Regions from separate parts of the Zea mays genome. Here region 1 is linked to region 2. A link is a contact called in public Hi-C data. All regions are on one chromosome and are shown on one strand. Each heading gives the region's core, a stretch centred on a gene start, on an enhancer-like site or on the middle of the called end of the contact. The rest is flanking DNA. Distances are from core to core; before and after follow the strand shown.

Region 1 (5,909 bases), core at 817-3,316, 450 kb before region 2:
TTTTTTCATAAAAGTCTCCCCTAAATAAAGTCTTTTTAGAAAAAATAAACACAAAAAAACTTGTCTCTAATGGTTCTTCTAAAATGCCCCAACTTTTTTATAGCCCTTGAAACACCCTCGTTTGTAGCTCGAAAAGGTTTTTTTGGCTCCTTAGGAACACAGACGCACGAAATCGAGCTGATTTTCTTTTTTTATCACTTTGTGCGTCCGTTTGTGGCTTATCTACTCGCGTAGCGCTCAAATTCTTCCTCGTTTGTAACCGTTGTCGAGTTGTCCGCCGCTGCGATCACATGACCTCACAGTCCACCACTGCTCGCGCAACCTCGCCATTCACCACCGTCCCGCACGTCCTCGCCGTCACGCAACTTCGCCATCTGCCGTTAAGGATGAAAACGATCGAAAAAACAGCTAAATTGTTTTTGTTTTCATTATTTTTGTCGAGACGAAAACAAAAACGAAAACCAACGGTCGAAATACGGGATTGAAAGTGTCGGTTATTCGAAAACGATAAACTATAGCCGAAAAGATAACTATTTTGTAGTTTTATCAAAAACATAATAAAGTGATGTATTGTCTAATTTTTAAGATTTAGAAATACACAAACAACTCTTTTTCATCATTCATATTAGTTAGAGTAATTATAACATTTGCTTTTCGCGTATTCATTCACTTGAATACAACAAAAGTCTATAACTTAAATAAATTATATACTAGACCTATCTCATATTATATAAAACGGTAGAAAAACGGTATTAGCACGACTCGGAAACGAAAAATACGAAAACGATTGAAAAACTAGCTAAATCGTTTTCGTACCGTTTCTAATCGGTTCCTGAACAATTCGAAAATGATCGGGGAAAAACAGTATTCGAAACGGGACGGTATAAGAATTTCCCGTCCCGTTTTCATCCCTATCTGCCGCTGCCAATGCTTTTCCACTATCCGGCATTAGCCAGCGTATGACCTAATAGTCTGATACTAGACCTCCATCGCCAGCTGGGTCTTTGCTGTCGCTTGGTCCTGTCGTTGTTATAGATGGCCAATAAGCACGAGGCCCGCGAGCCCGGCACGAAGCCCGCTGTTTGGGCACGGTCCGAGCCCGATACGAATAAGTGGGCCGAGCTCGGACAGGAAACTAGGCACAGTAGGCAAGCACGACACGACCCGTTTACCCTTTAGCCCGTTAAGCCCGTTTTTTTGTACTAAAACGTGCTTACCGGCTCGTTTAGCCCGTTTTTTTCGTGCTAAACGGGTCGGACCGGCCCGTTTAGACCCGCTGCGGGCCGGACTCGGACAGAAAATCGAGCCCGTGGGCTTAGACGGTCCGGACCGGTTTTCTAACCGTGCCTGTCAGGCCGGGCCCAAAATGGGTCAGGCTTCATCGGGCGCGGGCCACCCATTTGGCCATCTCTAGTCGTTGGTCCTCTCTCGCCAGATACACCCTTCCTCGTACCGTCAGTGATCTTTGATGACGACGTAGGTTCGGTTGCTGGACAGATACGATAGAAGAAGAAAATGCACTTGTGAAAACATATCATGTGAGCCCAAGATTAACTTGGTCTAGTGTAAAATATTTTGATCCATTTATAAGGGAACTATTGAAGAAGAAGAGAATGTATCTAATGCACATAGAATTTTAGTGTACATGATGCACATATTAAATTATTACCACTCATTTTAAATCTAACGTCTGTAGTTATTTGATATATTTGCTAAGGCACCCTCCGACGTGGTGGGCTGTAGTGGTGGAAGATGTTATTTGTAAATTATAATGATCAACCAGATACGTTAGATCTGAGATAGATAGTGATGATTTAATATGTGCACCATGTACATTGGATATGTCCTCTAATATTGAAGAAAGGACTAAAATCTACTCATAATATTTTTTTGGGATTCTCTTAAAAACAGATTTTTATGAGTTATTTTCTTTTCGAACGCGATTACACATACGAATTGTGAGTTCCGGTACGAATAGGATTATTTAATGATCCATGATTTATTAATTCAGAACAAAAGACAAGAACAAGTATAATGTTGGTGTGTTTTCCTTGCTCACAGGAGCAATCACGGCGGTCATCTCGCTAACGCTTTCCTCTTGGACAGTTCCACTTCTCTGCTGGCCTGCCACAAGGCTACAGCGGCGGCGGCTGCTTCGCCGGCCGGCCGGCCGCCCCCTCCTGTAGCGCGCTGAGCAAGTCAAGTAAGATGGCCGGCGAGCGGCGCGGTCTTGCCATCGGGATCGATCTGGGCACGACTTACTCCTGCGTCGGGGTCTGGCAGAATGGGGGCGTCGAGGTCATCGCCAATGACCAAGGCAACCGAACCACCCCATCGTACGTTGCCTTCACCGGCTCCAGGCTCCTCGTGGGGGATGCTGCCAAGAACCAGGCCGAAATGAACCCCAGCAACACAATCTTCGGTGGGTGCCGATTGCTGCTCTCACTTATCAGTTCTTTACCAAAGTCAACTCCCTCCTCTCAGATCTCCCCATCCCTCCTGACTAGTACGACCACTAACCTGTTTTTGCTCCTTCTTGAATTAGATCCGTGGATCTGATGAGAGTGGCGGTGCCTATAGATCTGTCGATTCTGATTAGGCTTACAGCGGTTCGGTTTTGGGCAGCTGCCTGTTGGATTAGGCGCTTTTGGTCTCTGTCGCTTCGGCAACTTAGATCATTGGATAGATACTGGATACCTTGCTCTGATCGATTTACTCTGGCTCCTGGTCAATGAGTTGAGTTTACTATGGCTAATCCGAATTAGGTTTCCTTAGCAATAATCGGTCTGTTAATTAGATCATTTAGCAATAGCTTTGTGGCCTTATGTTTTTATGCTGAAACAGTAATGTTGTTCATGGGTTTGTCATGATCTGGCACTTTTTTCTCTCCTTTATATCAAAACAAACCAGTAGGAAAGCTGCTTATGTTAAAAAGTAGGGGCCTGCCAAAGAAAACTTTTCTCTTATCTTAGCTACTGATAAATAAGAGAATTAATTATTTCAAGGAACAAATGATGATGCTTTGTCCCCACGACCACGAGATGACCACGACTAGATTCTGATCTGATCTCCCCTCTACACAGCTTTGTCTTCTTCTTTTTTTTTAAAAAAAAATTTGTTTCTTGACTACAAGCTGATGTAGAAAGGATGGGGAACAGGAAACCAACATCCAACTAAAAAGCATCTGACAAACAAATTTATTGTTATATCTTCTGTATATCAAGACAATCGACTGTTAATGGGCAAAACCTATAGTGATTGACTTTCCAAAATCTAATTATAACCTGCATTTTTTAAATGGAGGAAGTTTTAAATGGTTTTTATTGGCATAAAATTTAGGAACCTCCACTCAAGTTTGGGTGGTTAATTTGTATTGGTGATGTTCTCTATTTACTACAAGCACCGTTGTATGAGTAAAAGTAGTACTGCAGCTGCATACTGACATCTAATCCTTCTGGCTTCTGCTGCAGATTCCAAGCGGCTCATTGGTAGAAGATTTAGCGATGCTTCTGTACAGAGTGACATTAAGCACTGGCCCTTCAAGGTCATTCCTGGACCTGATGACAAGCCTATGATAGTTGTTCAATACAGGGGTGTGGAGCAGCAGTTTGCAGCTGAAGAAATCTCCTCGATGGTCCTCGTCAAAATGCGGGAGATTGCTGAAGCCTATCTTGGCACCACAGTCAAGGATGCTGTTGTCACTGTTCCTGCCTGCTCTACCGACTTGCAGAGACAGGCCACATGGAATGCAGGAGTGCTTGCAAATCTTAATGTTATACGCATCATCCCTGAGCCCACTGCTGCTGCCTTGGCTTATGGTCTTAATAGGAAGGCTGCCCAGATTATGGGTGAATATGACGTTCTCGTGTTTGATCTTGGAGGTGGTACCTTTGATGTCTCTGTTCTCGCAATTGAACAGGGTATCTTTGAGGTCAGGGCCACAGCTGGTGCTGCTCACCTTGGAGGTGAGGACTTCGACAACAGGATGGTAAACCACTTTGTCGAGGAATTCAAGAGAAAGAAGAAGAAGGACATTAGCGGCAACCCTAGGGCTCTCAGGAGGCTAAGGACAGCCTGCGAGAGAGCGAAGAGGACCCTCTCCTCCTATTTAGAGGCGAGCATTGAGATTGATTGCTTGTATGAGGACATCGACTTCTACTCAGCCATCACCCGTGCCAGGTTTGAGGAGCTCAACATGGATCTCTTCAGAAAGTGTATGGCGATTGTGGAGGACTGCCTCAGTGATGCGAGTTATGTACGTTCAATTCATGATGTCGTCCTTGTTGGTGGTTCCTCTAGAATTCCAAAGATCCAGCAGCTTCTTCAGGAGCTCTTTGATGGGAAGGAGCTTTGCAACAGCATCAACCCCGATGAAGCTGTTGCCTACGGAGCTACTATGCAGGCTGCTATCTTGAGCCGAGAGGGTGGCTATGAGATCCAGAATTATCTCCTGTTGGATGCTACCCCTCTTTCTCTTGGTTTGGAGACGGATGGGGGCCTCATGACCTTCTTCAGCTTGTTCGCTGCGGCTTGCTGCGGCTGCAATCCGGCTGCGGCTGCGGCTTCTACAGTATTTTTCTCTCTATGGATTGCAGCTGCAGCAGTCCAAACAGCTGCAACAGTGTCGGCTTGCAGCCAACCGAACACGCCCCTTGATGATTCCAAGGAATACCACCATTCCAACCAAAAAGGAGAGGGTCTTATCGACTGACTCCGACAACCAGCCTTGTATCCGAATCCGAGTGTACGAGGGTGAGGGGTCTATTACTCGTGACAACCACCTGTTGGGTGAGTTTGAGTTTTCCCTTCTTCCCGCACCTAGCGGCGTTCCTCAGATCACTGTTTGCTTCGATGTCGACATTAACGGTATCCTGAATGTCTCCGCTGAGGACAAAACCACTGGCCAGAAGATGAAAAAAGTCATCACAAAGAGGTTTCGTTTAAAGCGTTAATTATCTGATCAATAACTACACGAACTAGACAGTTTTATGTCCTTTCATAGGATTGATCGTCTCCAAGGTCAAGGCATATAGTACTGGTGTTTGTTTAGACAGCCGATGTCTTATTTTACTTGCCAAGCTTGGTGGTTGCCTTGTAAATTGAGCATTTTATTTGGAGGTTGTAAACTGTTTAATACATCTATGTGTCTATGATCAAAGCATAAGTGTGTACGTCATTGGTGTCTTTATACCATACATGTGAAGTAAAAATATCATTGCAGTTACAGGCATCTAACCCTGCTGATGCAGATTCTTATACCATACATGTGAAGTAAAAAATATTATTGCAGTTACATGCATCTAAACCCTGCTGATGCAGATTCCAAGCGGCTCATTGGGAGAAGATTGGGAGAAGATTTAGGGCCTGTTTGGACAGGCGCCGCAGCGCGCCGCACCCGCGGCGGCCGATTTGGGCGCCACACCCGCGGCAGCCAGAGTGTGGCGCGGTGTGGCGCCGGAGCCAGCCCACCAAACACGCTCTTAGTGACGCTCCTGTACAAAGTGGCATTAAGCACTGGCCCTTCAGGGTCATTCCTGGACCTGACGACAAGCCTATGATTGTTGTTCGATACAAGGGCGTGGAGCAGCAGTTTGCAGCCGAAGAGATCTCCTCCTCCATGGTTCTTGCCAGGACGCGAGAGACAGCTGAAGCCTATCTTGGCACCACAATCACGAGCGCTGTTGTAACTGTCCCGGCAGTTCAAGAGATGGCGGTGTGATGACAACAGGATGGTGAACCACTTTGTCCAGCTTTTCAAGAGAAAAGAGAAGGACATCAGTGGCAACTAGAGCTGGAAAAAAAAGCTCGAGCTCGACGAGCTGGCTCGGGCTCGTAGCCGCTCGGCTCGGACCAGCTCGACGTTCAGAACGAGCCCGAGCCGAGCCTGTTTTTGTGGCTCGTGAAAAGAG
Region 2 (5,129 bases), core at 1,778-4,277:
AGAGCTCCCGCACGTCCTTCATCCACAGCTTGCGTTGTTCATCAGGAGGAGTCTCGTCCCTGGACATGTCGGTGAGGAAGGCCTTCATGGCAACCAGCTCGCCAGTGAGCCACTCCATCTTGCCGCGCATTCCCGTGAGGCGCCTGTACTCATCGCGGAGCAGAGCTTGCAGCTTCGCCACAACGGACTGCAGGGCTCCGGTTGCTGCGCTCGCAAGAGCGCCCTCCATTGTATTCCTAGCTAAGCTCTCTTTGAACTAGGTACCTTGGTTTCTTTCTTGCTGCCAATGGATGTCTACGATCTGTTGTTCATATATGTATGTAGTAGTAGCATAGAGTTTTGTGCTAGTTATTATTAGTTATTTGCGCATGATGCGCGTGCATATTATTATAAAATCCATGGCTGTCACGTACACATGAGAAACAAATCCATATTCAAATCTGGTCATCCAACAATTATTGTCTACCGGCCGACAGGTGGTTCATTGAGCGCAGAGTCAACAGATCTAGATCTTTAGGCAGGCTGGCCAGCCAGTTATTGTTATTATTTATTTGCGCATGAGGTGCGTGCATGTTAGTGTAAATGCATGGCAGCCACACACGAGAAAGAAATCCATATTCAAATTTGGTCTTCCAATAATTGTTGTCTACCGGGTGGTTCAATGAGCGCAGAGTCAACAGATTGAGAAGAAGAAAAAAAAACACACACAAGCTAAATCTTGAGAGAAGTGGTACACCTAGAAGCAACAGTTATTAACGCCGATAAGGCTTATCCCGTAAACATATTGTATATGTTGCAACAATTTTTTCATTGCATGAATGGTACACTACTGAAGAACCGGGCTTCTGTCCCTTAATTTTAGTACCGGTTTTCTAAGAATTGGTACCGAAATCAAGGAAAAGAAGCCATGTTAGAGTTAGATTGGAAACATCATTTTCCTAAGAGTTTTTCCATTTTTTCAAGGGAAATTAGTTTATTTTTCCTTAGGAAAATAGGAATCTTATGAGAAAATGAAGTTCCCAAACTAAACTTTAATAGTTTCGTTACCGGTTTTAACTGTAAGGGGATTTAGTAGGGATGACAACGGATACTTAGTAGGGTCGCTGCAAAGGTGAACTAGTCCTTAATAGTAGCATCGCTGCAAAGGTGAACTATAAAGTGAAGTGTTTGAAATAATCCTGAAACTTTTACTTCCAATATGTCATCATCTCAATATTACTCAAAGCCTGGATAACCAATTGACGCCAAGACACAATCTCTCATCCTCGATGGTGTCTCTCCCGGAATGCGAGATTTAAGTCTGCTGCGAAGAAGAAGACGGCTCTTTGCGCCATCGTGGACCGTCTGAGCCCTATGCGTGGACTGTCCGGACGTACGCAGAGGAGTAGACGCTCCTGCGCCAGGTCGCGGACCGTCTACGTCTCCGCAGAAAGCATCGTCAGGTGATTCGTTCTAGTGTTTGGCGCCTAGATCCGCGCTAACACGTGTGTTTACTTGTGTGTCCGAACTTGTCTAATTTATTGGAAATTCGAATGAAGTCTCTTCTCTCTCTCTCTCAAGAGGAGAGATTTGTGGTCGCTTCTCTCTGTTTACAAAAGTTATATCCATATCATAGACACATTTTCTGTTCTAAAAAAACTCTGATGTGCACAAAAACTGATTAGCACAAGGATTTTAAAATGTATCCCCTCTGTCGAAGTCGTTATCACAGAAACATCACCAGTGGGCAGTGAATACAAGAAACCATAGTAGAAAAAGGAACAGAACTGCAGGCAACGACAGTGTCTGCACCTTGCATGATCGGGCAGCTTGCATGGCGCTAGCTGACGGCGGCCGGATTATTGCCGCTGACGTCTGACGGTGATACATGGCCGATCAAGAACGAAAACAAATTCAAATACAGTAGAATAGAGAATATATAGCTGGCCGTCGTCGTCGATCAGGCGCCACTAATGGTCCGGCCGCCGTCGACGAAGATGACCTGCCCGGTGACGTAGGACGCCGCCGGCATGCAGAGGAACGACACCAGGGACGCCACCTCCTCCGGCTCGCCGGTCCGCCGCAGCGGGATGCGTGACCGCTCCTGCTCCACCAACGCCGCCGGTAGCTCTTTACCCATGTCCGTCATGATCACGCCCGGCGCGACGCAGTTCACACGGATCCTATCGCAGGCCCACTCCACAGCTAGACTTCTCGTCATCTGATTCAGTCCTCCTGCAAGAGATGATCGATCGATGATCATGGATGGATGCAAGGACGATCCAAGATATATTAAATAAAAAAAACTATATATTGTGTACCTTTGGTGACGCTGTACATAACTTCCTGCGGGAAGCCAAGGACGCTGGCGATGGAGGAGACGTTGACGATGCTCGCCCCTCCGGCGACGGAGGCGTTGAGGAGCAGCGGGTGCGCGAGCTGGGAGATGTGCAAGCACGACTCCAGGTTGGTCGCCATGATCCGCGCGTAGTCCTCCGCCGCCCACTCCGCCGCCGGCTTGAGCAGCAGCAGCGCAGCGTTGTTGACCTGTACACGGCACAGACGACACACCGATTGGCCGACGGTCGATATGTACACGCATGATATGGTTCCACCTTAATTTCTAGCTAGCTTACCAGGATATCGAGCTTGCCGTCGAAGGCCGCGCTGACCGTGTCCAGGACGAGCCTCTCCCGGTCGGCGCGCACGGCGACGTCGCACACGGAGACGGTGACGCGGAGCCCCTTCTCGGCCCACCGCCGGCGGCACTCCTCCAGGTCCGCCGCGCTGCGGGCGCACGTGTGCACGCGCGCGCCGAGCCTGGCCAGCTCCTCCACGACGGCTTGCCCGATCCCCTTGCTGCCACCGGTGACCAGCGCTGTCGCGCCGGCCAGGCTCCACCGCTCGCCGCTGCCTCCTGGCGCCATGCGACGATCGACTGCTTGCGGTTGCGCGCGCGTGTAGGGGAAGTATGCTAGCAAGCTAGCAGCGGTGCCGGCAGTCTTTGGCTCTTTGCAGCCTAGCTAGCTAGTGCCTGCCCATATTTGTACGTGTTCCTCTCCTCCAAGTCCAACCACTGCCCCCTATTGTTTAGTCGCAAAACGGCCATCGGATGCGCGTTCATGCCGTGATCGATCGTGACTGGGGCATCATTCCATGCCGATCGTTTGGCGCCCATGACTAATCTCCTGCCGAATCGTTTGCTTCTGGGATGTTCAAACTCTGCCCCATCACTTGTGGTCTGGCCCCTTTCTTGTTTCTTTCTCTACTAGCCGATCACTGTCATATCGACATCGTTTGCTAGTAGTATTATATTTCTCTGACTGGCACATGCAGCGTGATACTGATAGTCTGGTTGCTACTTGCTAGTATTATATAGATCTCCAGCAGGCATTCAACGATACTCCAATGCTAGCTGTCGTTAGCAGCAGCAGCGTATTACAATTTTCCATGATCATACCTCACCTCACCACCACCACAAAAAAAAAGGCTGTTCTGTGACTGCAGAAATGGCTTGGAACCACACAGAGACCTTGTTCAGCGCTATGGCTGTTCTGCTCGCCTGAAGCTTATCACACGCACGCAGGCCGGTTCCTTCAAACAAAGGCTAAAAAAACTGTTGTATGCAACCTCGCTCGTCGACATCACCAGTAGCCGTATCCTCGTCGTCTGTATCAGGTTCGATCAGGTTGCCAGTAGCCTCGCGTGCTCGCTGCAGTTTGTATCAGTTCGATCACGTTGCTCGTGCCTACAAATTTACAGGTATTATGAGAAATTCAAGAGTTAACAGTGCTTATCAAATTTTCGGGAACCTTTAATAATCTTTGTATCATGCTCGTCACATGTGATTTATTTGTTCTTTTTCTAGAACCTGTACTGTAACTACGATCTGTTACATATGAGTTACTTAGAGATAAGACAATATTAAATATGAATGATTCCTTTTTATCATGTCCACTGTTTTTTTATTTCTGTAGCAGCCATGGACGGGACGAGCCAGTCGAGGCGGATTGGAGTTTGAATCACGGCCACACAATACACTCATCAGTTACATTATTACTAGTGCAAGCACCTCCACTAGTAGATTGGGATTCGATATAAATTCAAGAAGAAAATGAAATGGAAGGAATAACAGAACTTTGTAGTGAAGAACAAGTTTATGCACTTTTGGGTCTCTATCCTGACCTTGAGCAGTTTAGATGAATAGTGTTATCTGGTAAGCGTGCTTATTTGGATGATAGATAATCCTTTGCGAGTTGCCTGAACATTTATACATCACATTCATCCTACACGTAATTAGTCCGTATTAAATCCTGAAAGTGAAATGCATGACCGCCTACCTATTGGATAGAAACATATACAAAGATTTATTAATGAGATGTTTGCGCTTATCCAAATCCCACATCACGGAGTCACCACACCCACACTTTTCCAAGTATGGTGCTATTTTACTTTTGCTTGGCCAATATCAAATCTGGAAGCCTAAGTTCAGTTTCACCACTACAAAAGATATTCAGCAGAACTAAAAAGCCACATGCATGCATGCATGTTCACAAACATCAAGTTGCATATGTAAAGTAAAAAAGCTGACTCACATACATGTTGAGAGAAGAAAAGCATCACCATCGAAAGGAATATAGGATACATCCAAGCATTCAGCAGAAAGAACTATAAAGCCACATGCGTGTTCACAAATCTGATCTTGATCTTCTTCTTATTCACCCGAGATTATAAAATGCAACACGCCGTTAACAACGGCACACCCAGTGCCGTCGCGAGGAGTTAAGCCATATCTACGCACCGATTAGCTTTCTAAACCCCTATGCCATCTCTGCACACCATATTAGCTTCATAAAATGAATTGGGCCAGCCATAAATAGGCTAAAGGAGCCGAATTCTAACAGAAAATTCCTGGCATACTGGAGCAAGCTCCTGATAATGACATTGCTGCACAACATGAATATGCTCAGGTATTTTTCGAGGAAAAGAACATGCAACCAAAGATTTGGAGCCAATTCAAAGGTTTCAGCGAGCAGCTGACAACTATTGCTTGACATAAAAAACCGGTCGTATAGCTAGTAATAACTGTTGTTAATGGTGCAAAAGACACTGCCCTCTTGGGGCTATAGGCATGTATATATATGCGCGTA

What was found. A called contact is a pair of places that touch in the nucleus more often than the background predicts.
Region 1: a contact with region 2 is called in a Hi-C map of ear, with 2.6 times the contacts expected there. The contact joins the promoter of LOC100277908 here to the promoter of LOC100273624 in region 2. A contact is called at or near these places in 3 of 25 Hi-C or Micro-C datasets (ear, leaf and tassel).

Annotation. Positions count from the first base shown.
Region 1 is chr2:237,240,598-237,246,506 of Zm-B73-REFERENCE-NAM-5.0, reverse strand. LOC100277908 reads left to right here and starts at 2,066. Exons shown (of 2, transcript NM_001151353.2): 1 at 2,066-2,422; 2 at 3,471-5,223. The coding sequence starts at 2,209. The coding sequence ends at 4,711.
Region 2 is chr2:236,791,071-236,796,199 of Zm-B73-REFERENCE-NAM-5.0, reverse strand. It overlaps LOC100273624, which reads right to left and starts at 3,027. Exons shown (of 3, transcript NM_001148040.1): 1 at 2,616-3,027; 2 at 2,301-2,526; 3 at 1,677-2,214. The coding sequence starts at 2,906. The coding sequence ends at 1,940. LOC103648189 (a long non-coding RNA gene) reads left to right here and starts at 3,417. Exons shown (of 2, transcript XR_563319.4): 1 at 3,417-3,741; 2 at 3,957-4,290. It overlaps LOC109944104 (a long non-coding RNA gene), which reads left to right. Exons shown (of 4, transcript XR_002267483.3): 4 at 1-1,572. It also overlaps the pseudogene LOC109944103.